Linked DNA regions of Mus musculus: region 1 is linked to region 2. The links are chromatin contacts, called in public ChIA-PET maps. All regions are on one chromosome and are shown on one strand. Each heading gives the region's core, a stretch centred on a gene start, on an enhancer-like site or on the middle of the called end of the contact. The rest is flanking DNA. Distances are from core to core; before and after follow the strand shown.

Region 1 (5,749 bases), core at 586-3,085, 430 kb after region 2:
GGGGCCTGAGTGACAGCTAGATCCTAATGGGAGAGTATGGGGCCTGAGAGTATTCTGGCCTGAGTGACAGCTAGATCCTAATGTTACATGCCTACATTTCCAGATTGTGTTTATTCATTAAAAAAAAAAAAAAAAGGAGTAGGTGAATGATTTTAATGGACTAGGAAAAGAGGAGACCCAAAGGAGAGTGTATCCACTTTGTCTAACTTCTAAATTAGCGTGGGATTAGGATGGGGCCTTCCCGTCTACAGCAAATAATCAGATATAGTGGGGAGGCACAGCCTGGTATCTATACTCCTGTGTCTAGGGGATGTTACTGGGTCCAAGCAGCATGCTGGACAGTATTCTGAAGGAAATGAATTAGCATGCCAATTAGCAAGGGTCTATCTGTGGAGTCAAAACAGTTATTAAAAGAATAATCACAAATATAAGTCAGAAAGTTCGTGGAAAGTTTTGAAATTGGTTTGAATTGGAGTTATTGAGAGAAGGGGTGGAGATTGAGTTAATGATAGGCATCAGAGAAGGGAGGTCGTGGGAGAGGCAGACAGTCAAGGTCGTCTTAATAGCGCTGCTATAGACTTCCTTAATAGACGATCCTATTCCATTGTTTAGGAGCAAAAGCGATATGTCATATGCAGAGGAAAGTAATAGCTTTGGCTATTTAAATGGCTAAAATAGACATCTTGCTTAGTCTTGTCAAGTTGACACACCCTGCAGCCATGTGGGAAGAGAGCAAGTCAGGTGAAGAATTGCTTCAGTCACACTGGCCTGTGAGAGACTGTCTTGATTCGTGTGGGAGGACCCTGCCCACTGTGTAAACCATTCCTAGGCAAGAGGGTTCAAGATACATAAGAAAAAGCCATGAAGGTGGCACGTGCCTTTAATCCAGAGGCAGCTGGATCTCTGTGAGTTCGAGGCCAACCTGGTCTACAGAGCGAGTTCCAGGACAGCCAGGGCTACATTGAGAAACCTTGCCTCAACACACACACACACACACACACACACACACACACACGTCAAAAAAGAAAGGGAAAAAAGGATGAAAGGAAGAAGAAAGGGAAGGAAGAAAGGAAAGGAAAAGAAAGGAAAGGAAAGGAAAGGAAAGGAAAGGAAAGGAAAGGAAAGGAAAGGAAAGGAAAGGAAAGGAAAGGAAAGGAAGCTTGGCCTAAGCCAGCACACAAGCCAGTAAGCAGCCTTTCTCCATGGTGTCTGCTCCAGGTTCCTATCTCAGCTCCCTTAGGGATGGACTATTAACTGGAAACATTAGCTGAATCCTTTCCTTCCCGAAGTTGTTTTTGGTCATGGTGTTTACCATAGTTACAGGAAAGCAGACCAGGGACAATTGCTCAATGTAGCTGTGGCTTTGAACCTGTAACATTTTAACTCTCCGTAAGTTAATGGGTTTGAGACACAGTCACATGGGGGCCGGATGGGCCTTGAATTGACTGTGTAGCTAAGGAAGGTTACAACTTCCTGTCCTCTTCCCGCTACCTGCCAAGTGCTGAGGCTAAAGCTATGTGCCTACACACTCCGCTTCTCTCATGTTTACAGACAGATAAAAGAACAGGAAGTGTAAACAACCCTGCCCTGGTGATAACTGCCTCCTCGAGATTAAAATGGATCTGGATGGCAGTCCAAAAGGACTGGCTTTACCTCTATTATCCAAACTTTTAAGATTACATTAATACATTACTTGTGAGTTTGTGGTAAACAGCACAGCTATCAGGAACCCCACCTGTAGAAGGAAACAGTTGCAATTCCATCATACTGGGAGGAGGCCAGGCACGAGACACAGATGGTCTCCCACCATGAAGCCCGTCTACCAGGGCAAAGAAAGTCTCTGGAGAAACTCCCACTCCTACAGCACCCTTACTGTGCTCAGTCTGTCAGGGGCTTGCTCTGGCCGTGGGTCTCAGTGAGGTCCTAGCAATCACAAAATCCAAGGCGCTCATTTTCTCACGCCCTCGTGTCCTCCAGAGCCTTGCAAACACGAGACACAGTTGGTATTCAATGTGATCCTCCCCCCACCCCTTTGCCTTTATTAGTTGAAGCTGAAATTTTGCTCATGCAAACTTTTCTAATACCGAACAAGCGGCTAAGCAAAAACCCTCAGCGGCCCAGGCTGGCTGTAAATCTCCTACATTCCAGCAGCTGCCTGCCAAAGTTCGGGCTGATTCTCATTAAGTCTACCCTCTCATATGGGATAGATTTGGCTGAGTGAGGATTTCCTCAGATTCCAAGACCTCTGTCTGTCTTTCCACTAAGTCGGCTTAGAAAGCGCTGACTCAGCAGGCAAACGCTGTCCCGTGCTTCCCCACCCCCGCCCCCACCCCCCAGGTCTAATGAAGTCATTGTCCTCTCTAAGGAGCCATGCCATGTCACTACCAAACAAAAAAAACTAACATTGAAGTTCTGACAAGATTAAGTGTCAGGTCATGGCCTCCTCCTTATCAGCAGTTTATGAAAGGCATTGGCAAAGACCATATTTAATCAACTAATTAATTAGTTAATTAATTAATCAGACTTCATGCAGTTCGGGGCTGGTGTCTAATTACTGGTGCATGCGCAGTTTCATCTAGCTCCTCCAGGATACCTGTGCTCACAAGTGTCCCTTAGATTCTGTCTCTGTATTACTAAACTCAGGAGCCCAGCAAGTTTGGAAAGGAAAGAGTCTGTCAGGGAAGTTTCCATCTTGGATTGACTTTTATGACATTGTGAGTTTTTTCTGATCTTTCTTCAAAAAATACTATAAAAAAAAAAATACACTAAAATCAGCCAGATGGATTTGGAAGTTTTTGGTTCCCCTTAATTTATATCATATTTTTATGAAGGCTTGTATGGATTTAAAACACACAGACACAGACACATACACACATTTCAAATTTCCCTCTTTGGAAGTTTTCTGCTTTTGATATGACATAAAAGAGTCTCCAAGGAAATGGGGGTCAGGAGAATTCTAAGTTTGTCACCTACAGCTGTCACTGTTCCTCAAGTTTCTACCTCTATTTTTCTTGGCAAAGCCCTATCAGAGTAAATAGAAATTTTGAACACTAACAGAGGAGCAAGCAGCCTGGTCTTGAACTCATTTGTGTAGCTGAGGGTGACCTTGATTTGTGGGTCTTCTGTCTCCACATTCTTAACTCTGGGATTACAGGCATGGCCAGCAAGGCGGGATGTGTATGGAGCTGGAAATGGAACCTAGGGCTTTGTGAATGCCGGCCATTCCAGCAGCCTGCCGTCCAAGTCACAGCCCTCGACCCACCAAGGAGATTATAAGGAGTACTTTTTGAAGAGACATGGCAAATATTTTTAAAATGCCCCTTTAGGTCATGAAAATCCAGGTAACTATTCTTGCCAATGTTTGTTTGTACATAATTGATATAAACAAAACTGGAGAAAAAAATTAACGCCAAAAACTTACAATTCTTTTCTCTAGAAAAGCAGCATTTTAAGATTATTTATTCCAGTTGTAAAAGTAGAAACTCTACTGTTTTTTCTCTGAGGTTTTGTAATTTTTTCCTTTGGTTTACAGTCACCTGAAATGGCCTAAGTACCCACAATTCAAGCACTTCTTTTTGGATAAAAACCAGAAAAGGATTATGTTGCATGTGGACCTTCTGCTCTGAGCCAGTGAGGAGTTGCAGGTTCTACTGCCAGGTTTAATATGTCTTCCAATATAAATCTACCTGGCTGGTACTGTAGCAGTTCTTCTTGACCTTTCCCGTGATTAAAAAACACATGTAGGATTGTTTTATAATCACATTATTGAAAACTTTAAAAGCAATCTAATTGCTTTTGTATATGTATTCTCTCCCTATTTCACATGTATACTTATTTTGCACACAACTGTTTTTATTGTGTATTAATGTAAACTTATCCTTTTCTTCACTTAACCTTTGGCACATTCATATATTACAATATAAATGTGATGATTAGCATTATGGGTAATAGTCTAGCAGCTCTACCAGACGATTACGTTATGTAACCATAGACCCTAGGATTAGCACTTTCTCTTTCTTCCCTTCTTTCTTTCTTCCTTTTCTCTTCTCTTCTCTTCTCTTCTCTTCTCTTCTCTTCTCTTCTTTTTTCTCTTTCTCTTTCTTTTTCTTTTTCCTTTTCCTTTTTTTTTTTTTTTTTGAAAAAGCTTAAAATTATGGGGTGTTTCTCACTTGGAATAATCTTAGGATAAATTGAATCTTTGTATAAGTTCCCAGGAATCTAGTGGTTTGAAGATAATAATGGTGATTCAAAAGCCTTTCCAGACCAATTTTAGAAAGAGCTGAATCAATAAAGAGGTGGTGATGAGGTCAAAACTCCTGCCCACTACAAACATGAACCCACCCCACCAATGCTTCCACTTCTTCCACATCCCAGAAGGGAATGTTTTAATTTTTTGAATGATTCACTTTTGATTTGATTTAATTAAAACAAAACAAAACAAAACAAAAAACAGAACATTGTTCTATGCTCAGTCTGGCATAGAACTTACTACATTGCCTAAACTGGCCTCAAACTCATGCCAATCCTCCTGCCTACATCTCCTAAATGTGTTAGGGTTATAGGTGTGAACCACCACACCTGCCTTTGTATTTTTTTATTATCATAAATTTCAAATATTTCTTTGATTTTAAATTTATTCTGATTCCTTGTAGCAGTTTCTCTGTGTGTGAGTTTTGAATTTACTTTTTTTATTTTTTACTTTAAAAAAGTTTTATTTCATTTTGTTAAGTTTTGACATTATCTCTTAGAAGCATGTCCTTTTTCTTTCTTTTTTTTTTTTTTTTGCCTTTTTTTATTAGATATTTTCTTTATTTACATTTCAAATGTTATCCCGAAAGTTCCCTATACCCTCCCCAGCCCTACTCCTCTACCCATCTACTCCCACTTCTTGGCCCTGCCATTCCCCTGTACTGAGGCATATAAAGTTTGCAAGACCAAGGGGCCTCTCTTTCCACTAATGGCCAACTAGGCCATCTTCTGATACATATGCAGCTAGAGACACGAGCTCTGGGGGTACTGGTTAGTTCATATTGTTGTTCCACCTATAGGGTTGCAGATCCCTTCAGCTCCTTGGGTACTTTCTCTAGCTCCTCCATGGGAGCCCTGTGTTCCATCCAATAGATGACTGTGAGCATCCATTTCTGTATTTGCCAGGCACTGGCATAGCCTCACAGGAGACAGCTATATCAGGGTACTTTCAGCAAAACCTTGCTGGCATATGCAATTGAACATAGTACTACCGGAAGATCCAGCAATCCCTCTCCTGGGCATATACCCAGAAGGTATACCAATTGGTAATAAGGACACATGCTCCACTATGTTCATAGCAGCCTTATTTATAATAGCCAGAAGCTGGAAAGAACCCAGATGTCCCTCAACAGAGGAATGAATACAGAAAATGAATACAGAGGAATGAATACAGAAAATGTGATATTTACACAATGGAGTACTACTCAGGTATTAAAAACAATGAATTTATGAAATTCTTGGAGAAAATCATCCTTAGTGAGGTAACTCAATCACAAAAGAAGTCACTTGATATGTACTGATAAGTAGATATTAGCCCAGAAACTTAGAATACCCAAGATACAACTTGCAAAACACAAGAAAATCAAGAAGAAGGAAGACAAAAGTGTAGATACTTCATTCCTCCTTAGAATAGGGAACAAAATACCCATGGAAGGAGTTACAGAGACAAAGTTTGGAGCTAAGATGAAAGGATGGACCAGCCAGAGACTACCCCACCTGG
Region 2 (5,592 bases), core at 1,998-4,497:
AGAAAGAAAAACACTTCTCCATTGCTGGTGGAATTGCAAGCTGGTACAACCACTCTAGAAATCAGGTTGGTAGTTCTTCAGAAAATTGGACATAGTACTACCTGAGGACCCAACAATTCCACTCCTGGGTATATGCCCAGAAAACACTCCAACATGTAATAAGGATACATGTTCCACTATGTTTATAGCAGTCTTATTTATAATAGCTAGAAGCTGGAAAGAACACAGATGTCCCTCAACAGAGGAATGGATACAGAAAATGAGTTATATTTACACAACAGAGTACTACTCAGCTATTTTAAAAATGATGAATTTATGAAAGTCTTAGGCAAATGGATGGAACTAGAAAATATCATCCTGAGTGAGGTAACCGAATCACAAAAGAACACACTTGGTAAGCATTCACTGATAAGTGGCTATTAGCCCATAAGTTCAGAATACCCAAGATACAATTCACAGACCACATGAAGATCAAGAAGAAGGAACCACAGTGTGGATTCTTCAGTCCTTTTTATAAAAAGGGAACAAAATACCTATGGGAGGAGTTACAGAGACAAAGTGTGGAGCAGAGACTGAAGGAATAACCATCCTGAGACTACCCTACCTGGGGATCCATCCCATACACAACCACCAACCCCAGATACTATTGTGGAAGCCAACAAGAGCTTGCTGACAAGAGCCTAATATAGCTGTGTCCTGAGAGGCTCTGCCAGTGCCAGAAAAATACAGGAGTGGATGCTCACAGCCATCCATTGGACAGAGCACAGGGTCCCCAATGAAGGAGCTATAGAAAGTACCCAGGAGCTGAAAGGGTTTGCAGCCCCATAGGAGGAATGACAATATGAACCAACCAGTACTCCCACAGCTCCTAGGGACTAAACCACCAACCAAAGAGTACACATGGAGGGACCCATGACTCTAGCTGCATATGTAGCAGAGGATGGCCTAGTCAGTCATCAATGGGAGGAGAGGCCCTTGGTCCTGTGAAGGCTCTATGCCTCAGTGTAGGGGAATGCCAGGGCCTGGAAGCAGGAGTAGGTGGGTTGGTGAGCAGAGGGAGGGGTGAGAGAATAGGAGTTTTCAGAAGGGGAAATCAGGAAAGGAGAGAACATTTGAAATGTAAATAAAGAAGATATCTAATAAAAAAAGAAAGAAAGAAAAAACTAAGCAAACAAACCCAAACTGAGTCTAAATAAATGTTAAGGATCTTCACTTTCAGTCCAAGATTGCTCTCTCCTTCTAAAGTAGGGCAAGGAGGAAAATGGCGGGCATGAGTTGTCCTAACCTTTGGGGTCTCTGCAAAGTCCCCTGAGACCACCATTTCCATGTAAACTCAGAGGAAAGGTCTGGCAGTTCCATGTAGGTGGGACAATCAACACTCTCTGCTTCCTCAGAAATGGAAGCTCCGGTGAGGTTTTCGAGTACTGGCTGAAGAGAAGAGGTCTACAGAATGACAGGGCCACAGAGAAGCATATAAGAATGACAGCCATGGCCCAGGCCACTTGCTAGACAACTGCTTCCTCATGCCCACACTGCTGTGCGCTTTATTACAACCCCTTATCTCTGTTCACTTCTCCCACTACATTTTTTGAGGTTAGATTTAAACCTTCGTTTTAAAGTCGCAAAAGACCAGAGCAGAATGATGTCAGCAGGAGACAGGATAGAAGGATCTAGAAATTCCAGTCTTAGCGCTGAATGGCTCTATCAGTTCAGGAAATGGGAGAATGGGCTTTTGCGTAGAGTGGGGTTGCTATACAGTAGGCAGACCAATCAACTAGTTGTTTTGCAGAGCTAATTTGGGAGTGAAAAGCGTGGTGTCTTCATGTGCACGGCTCATGCTCCGACCTTCTCCAGGTCCTAATCCTTTACCTCCTGGTTTTCCTGCAGCTCCAAAACCAAGTAAATCTTTCCCTTTTCCTTTCCAAGTTAGAAATGGAAGCGGTGGGATTTATCATCAGAACTGCTTCAATCCGGATGGATGGTGCTGAGACTGTTTCCTCCAACCGGCACTGCCTGTCTCTTCCTTGTCACCATTTGGAAGCTGCCCTGCCTCGCCATTTTTAGCATCTCTAAGGGGATTAAGGCTCTCAGTTCATTGTCTTCAAACTTCCACAGGAGAGAATCACAAAAATACTTCAGAGCAAGATGCCTGGGAGCTCGGAGCAGACAGAAGCCCCATCACCCTCCGGACGTGCTTTCTAGCCGTCACAGGGCACCCGCACACAGCAGCTGCGTGGCAGCAGATGAAGTACTTAGCTGGACCCCTTCATTTATCAGATTGTCATGAAACCCTCTCAAACATAATGCCAAGTGCCAGTTACAGACGCTGCTTTTCAGAGTGGGCAAACGGAGGCTTCGGGGAGTGTGAGAGAACCCACTCACGCACCATGGTCCACACAGATACTAAGAAGATGATGTTTTAAAGTTGATCAGTATCTCTGGAATATAAAAGTTTCCTTTTCTTCCCTCCTTCCTCTCCCCCTTCTCTTCCTCCTACTTATTCCTGCACTCTGTTTTAACTGAGGCCTTGCAAACACCACACACACATACATACACACAAATGCACACACACATGCATACACACATACACTCACACATACACACATATACACTCACACATACACACATGTATGCACACATACACACACATACATCCATACATACACATACACACATGCATACACACAAACACACATACATGCACATACACACATGCATAGACACATACACAAACATACACAAACACACACACACACACAAATTGGTGGTAATTTGAGTGCCAGTATCTGGCTTTTGAAAAAAGTACATTTTTCTTTAACTTCTACCTTATACCTAGCAAAAGTTCATCAACAGTACCTGAAGGTTTAAAAGGTTGTGAGAAGCCAATAAACCTCCCAACTTGACTACTCCTTCCCCAACAAAACAAGTAATTGTAGCAAAGCTAAAGCAATTTAACTCCAATTATGGAATTTGTTACTGAGCTGCTCCTGATAGCAGGCAGTATAACATTCATTAAAGGGTCAGCAGGATAGGAGCCAGGAGAAACTGCTTTTGGCACCTTCTGGCCATATGCAGTTACCTCTTAGATTCGACTGAATTACAGCATCTTATCTGCAAAATTAAATTTTCTTCTAAAAAGTGAGCAAGGTGAAAAAAAATCGGCCAGTGGAGAAATGAATGCTCCTCTAAGATCAGTCCGCAAATCTGAGCCACACAGAGAGGCCACTGAAGGACTCAAGATAAGCTTATCTGAGGACACTTTCTTCTAGAATTCTGCACACTGCCCCCACAGTTGCTGAAGCATGTCGGGGATGGAGGCTGAGAGCCAGGGGGTTGTTACTAGGCTGTTGATCTCATGGAAACACACGGTGAAGCCCAGTGGGCAGACTAGCCTGCTACAGAACCCAGCGGAGGACAGCTTCCCCTCTGCTGACAAACTAGAGGCAGCAGCCTGCACCCTTGGACACCACTCAAAGTCTAGTCATGTCCCTGTAGCTAGGTACACAGACTAAGTAGCTGTGCATCTAAATAAGCACCAGTTTATGGGGCCGGGGAGACGGCTGACTCCCATGATAAGGTGCTTACCGTGCAAGCTCAAGAACCAGAACTCAATCCCTGCCCCTGGCATGTGTGTAACCCCTGTACCCGTGCTCCTGCACACACTATAAACACGGACACGAGTGCACACTCACAGACGCACACGCACCTTAAAATAAGTGTGTTTATGAGCACTACTGCTTTGAGGATGAAGCATAGCTACCCATCAAGTGCTCAGCATCACAAAGGGTCAGTGATAACAACGAGGAAGAGGAGGAAGGGATGGGGATGACTACAGAACTGGGTACCAGCCAGAGCAAACTTTCCCTTAAACATTGGATGAATTAGACTCTTGCTAAGATCCATCAAAACAAAGTATCAGTCTTCAAACAAAATGTATTTGGATAATATTTAAATTTTCATTTTCATTCTTAACTGTTTTACTTTGGAGGGAGAGAAAACGTTTCATATTTACAGTGTTTCAAATAAAGAGACAGAGAAAACATGTAACAAAACTAGCCTGTGATTTTGGCCTTTGGCTATTATATAAATATATAAAAGCCAATCACACTCTGGGGAGTGGAATGCTACAAAAATGCAAAACCAGTGAAGAGTATTTTCTGCAGCATCATTTTCTGAGAAGCCCCTGAGTGATGGTGGTGGGTAGAGAAACTGAGGCACAGAGAGTATTGAATAAACATACATTCTTCATTCTGGTAGACTTGCAGGGGGCAAAAAGCGACTCTGTGCATATATTTGGGATCATATTAGCAGTTGAACCAAATTCCGCCCCAGTCAGGTGCTGCCCACGTCTCCTTGCCGTTATCAGAACGCTTCGCCTTGCACATTTTGTCCTGGCATCTGAGCACACAGCCGAAATACTGATGCTCAGATAACATGGAGAATAAAATCCGCACGAAGTTAACACGTTAGAACTTTTCCATGAGTAATGTGCTCCCTGAGATAAGCTTTATTGCATAGAAGCGATTAACAAGTTTATGGGCTGAGTAGTTCATGTTCCCCCATGGCCGAGCCCGCTGGGGACTGAGATGGGAAAGACTCTCCTTCACATTCCTTGACTATCTGGTCTGTATCAGATTCGCATATTAGAGAAGATGGTTCCTGGAAACTTCTCTGTCCCCGTCTTGAGACACTGGCCTTTTCTTCTTATGGTCTAAGTCAGCTTATTTTGTAGACCGTTGCCAACTGTATATCATCCCAGAACACCTTTAAGTACCAAAGAAAGCTAAACACAGCAGGTGGATGACGCATGCCAGGCAGACATGGGTCGAGAGGGGATGGTGGTGAAAACAAATTGCTCAGTCTTCCCCATCAAATGTGTGGACTGTGACTCCTCTCCTGGAGTAGGAGAGTGAAATGTCCTATATAGTGTGCGTCAAGGAAGAGCTCTGCTGACTAGAAAGGATTTCATACATCTGTCTAAGTTTTATTTTTCGAAGTTGTAGTGAAACATTTGCATGTGTTTAAAAAAATTACATGAAAATCTTTATCAAACTAACAGCATCCTCTTAATGCATTTATTTACTTAGTACGATTCCTTGGTAATTTGAGCAGATATTTTCAAGGTAGAAATAAATTGTTTTCATTGCTCTTAGGCTATTTATGGTAGTTGTAAGAGAAATGTTTCTCTAGGCCTTTGTCATGACCCTGAAGTCCTAGATCTGTGTGGAAGACCATCATGAACTCATTGACCCTGCCACTCCTGTGAACCTCTTTCCCGTATAGCAACAGCGATGATAAGATGAAGGTGCCGTCTCACAGAGTCGTGGGAAGCCAGAAAGCATCTGTGAGCTGTTATAAAACTCGGCTTAAACAGCGCATTATTCCTCTGACAATACTAACCATAGCTCAGTTATACTTTAAATGGACTTGCCTAGTAAGAACAGGTTTTCCTTCGGGAGCATCCCTTCAAATGTTCAGTTAAATGAAGCCTTTACATCAATGCTTGCATGCAAAGGCCAGCAAAAATGGCTTTCAAATGTGCAGCAACTTTAGTGCGGTAGCCGTTTAAATATAATTGGGATGCATTATCTC

Evidence for each region. ChIA-PET counts read pairs in DNA pulled down with a chosen protein or histone mark.
Region 1: a contact with region 2 is called in an SMC1A ChIA-PET map of the G1E-ER4 cell line, with 5 read pairs. The contact joins two enhancer-like sites. A contact is called at or near these places in 2 of 15 datasets of contacts at CTCF or cohesin (the G1E-ER4 cell line and the NIH/3T3 cell line) and 3 of 115 datasets of contacts at active chromatin or transcription factors (embryonic basal ganglia, microglia and trophoblast stem cells).

The regions. Positions count from the first base shown.
Region 1 is chr10:21,935,211-21,940,959 of GRCm38.p6, forward strand. The region is part of intron 2 of Sgk1 (serum/glucocorticoid regulated kinase 1); the gene reads left to right. Among named protein-coding and RNA genes, the nearest start is that of Gm46215, 56 kb to the left of the region's middle. Within about 2 kb of position 1,836, at least 86 of the 459 cell types and tissues checked have an H3K27ac peak or open chromatin away from gene starts, as enhancers often do. A contact at or near this core is called in the G1E-ER4 cell line, where this site is marked.
Region 2 is chr10:21,508,269-21,513,860 of GRCm38.p6, forward strand. No RefSeq gene overlaps it. Among named protein-coding and RNA genes, the nearest start is that of Gm33892, 61 kb to the right of the region's middle. Within about 2 kb of position 3,248, at least 5 of the 459 cell types and tissues checked have an H3K27ac peak or open chromatin away from gene starts, as enhancers often do. A contact at or near this core is called in the G1E-ER4 cell line, where this site is marked.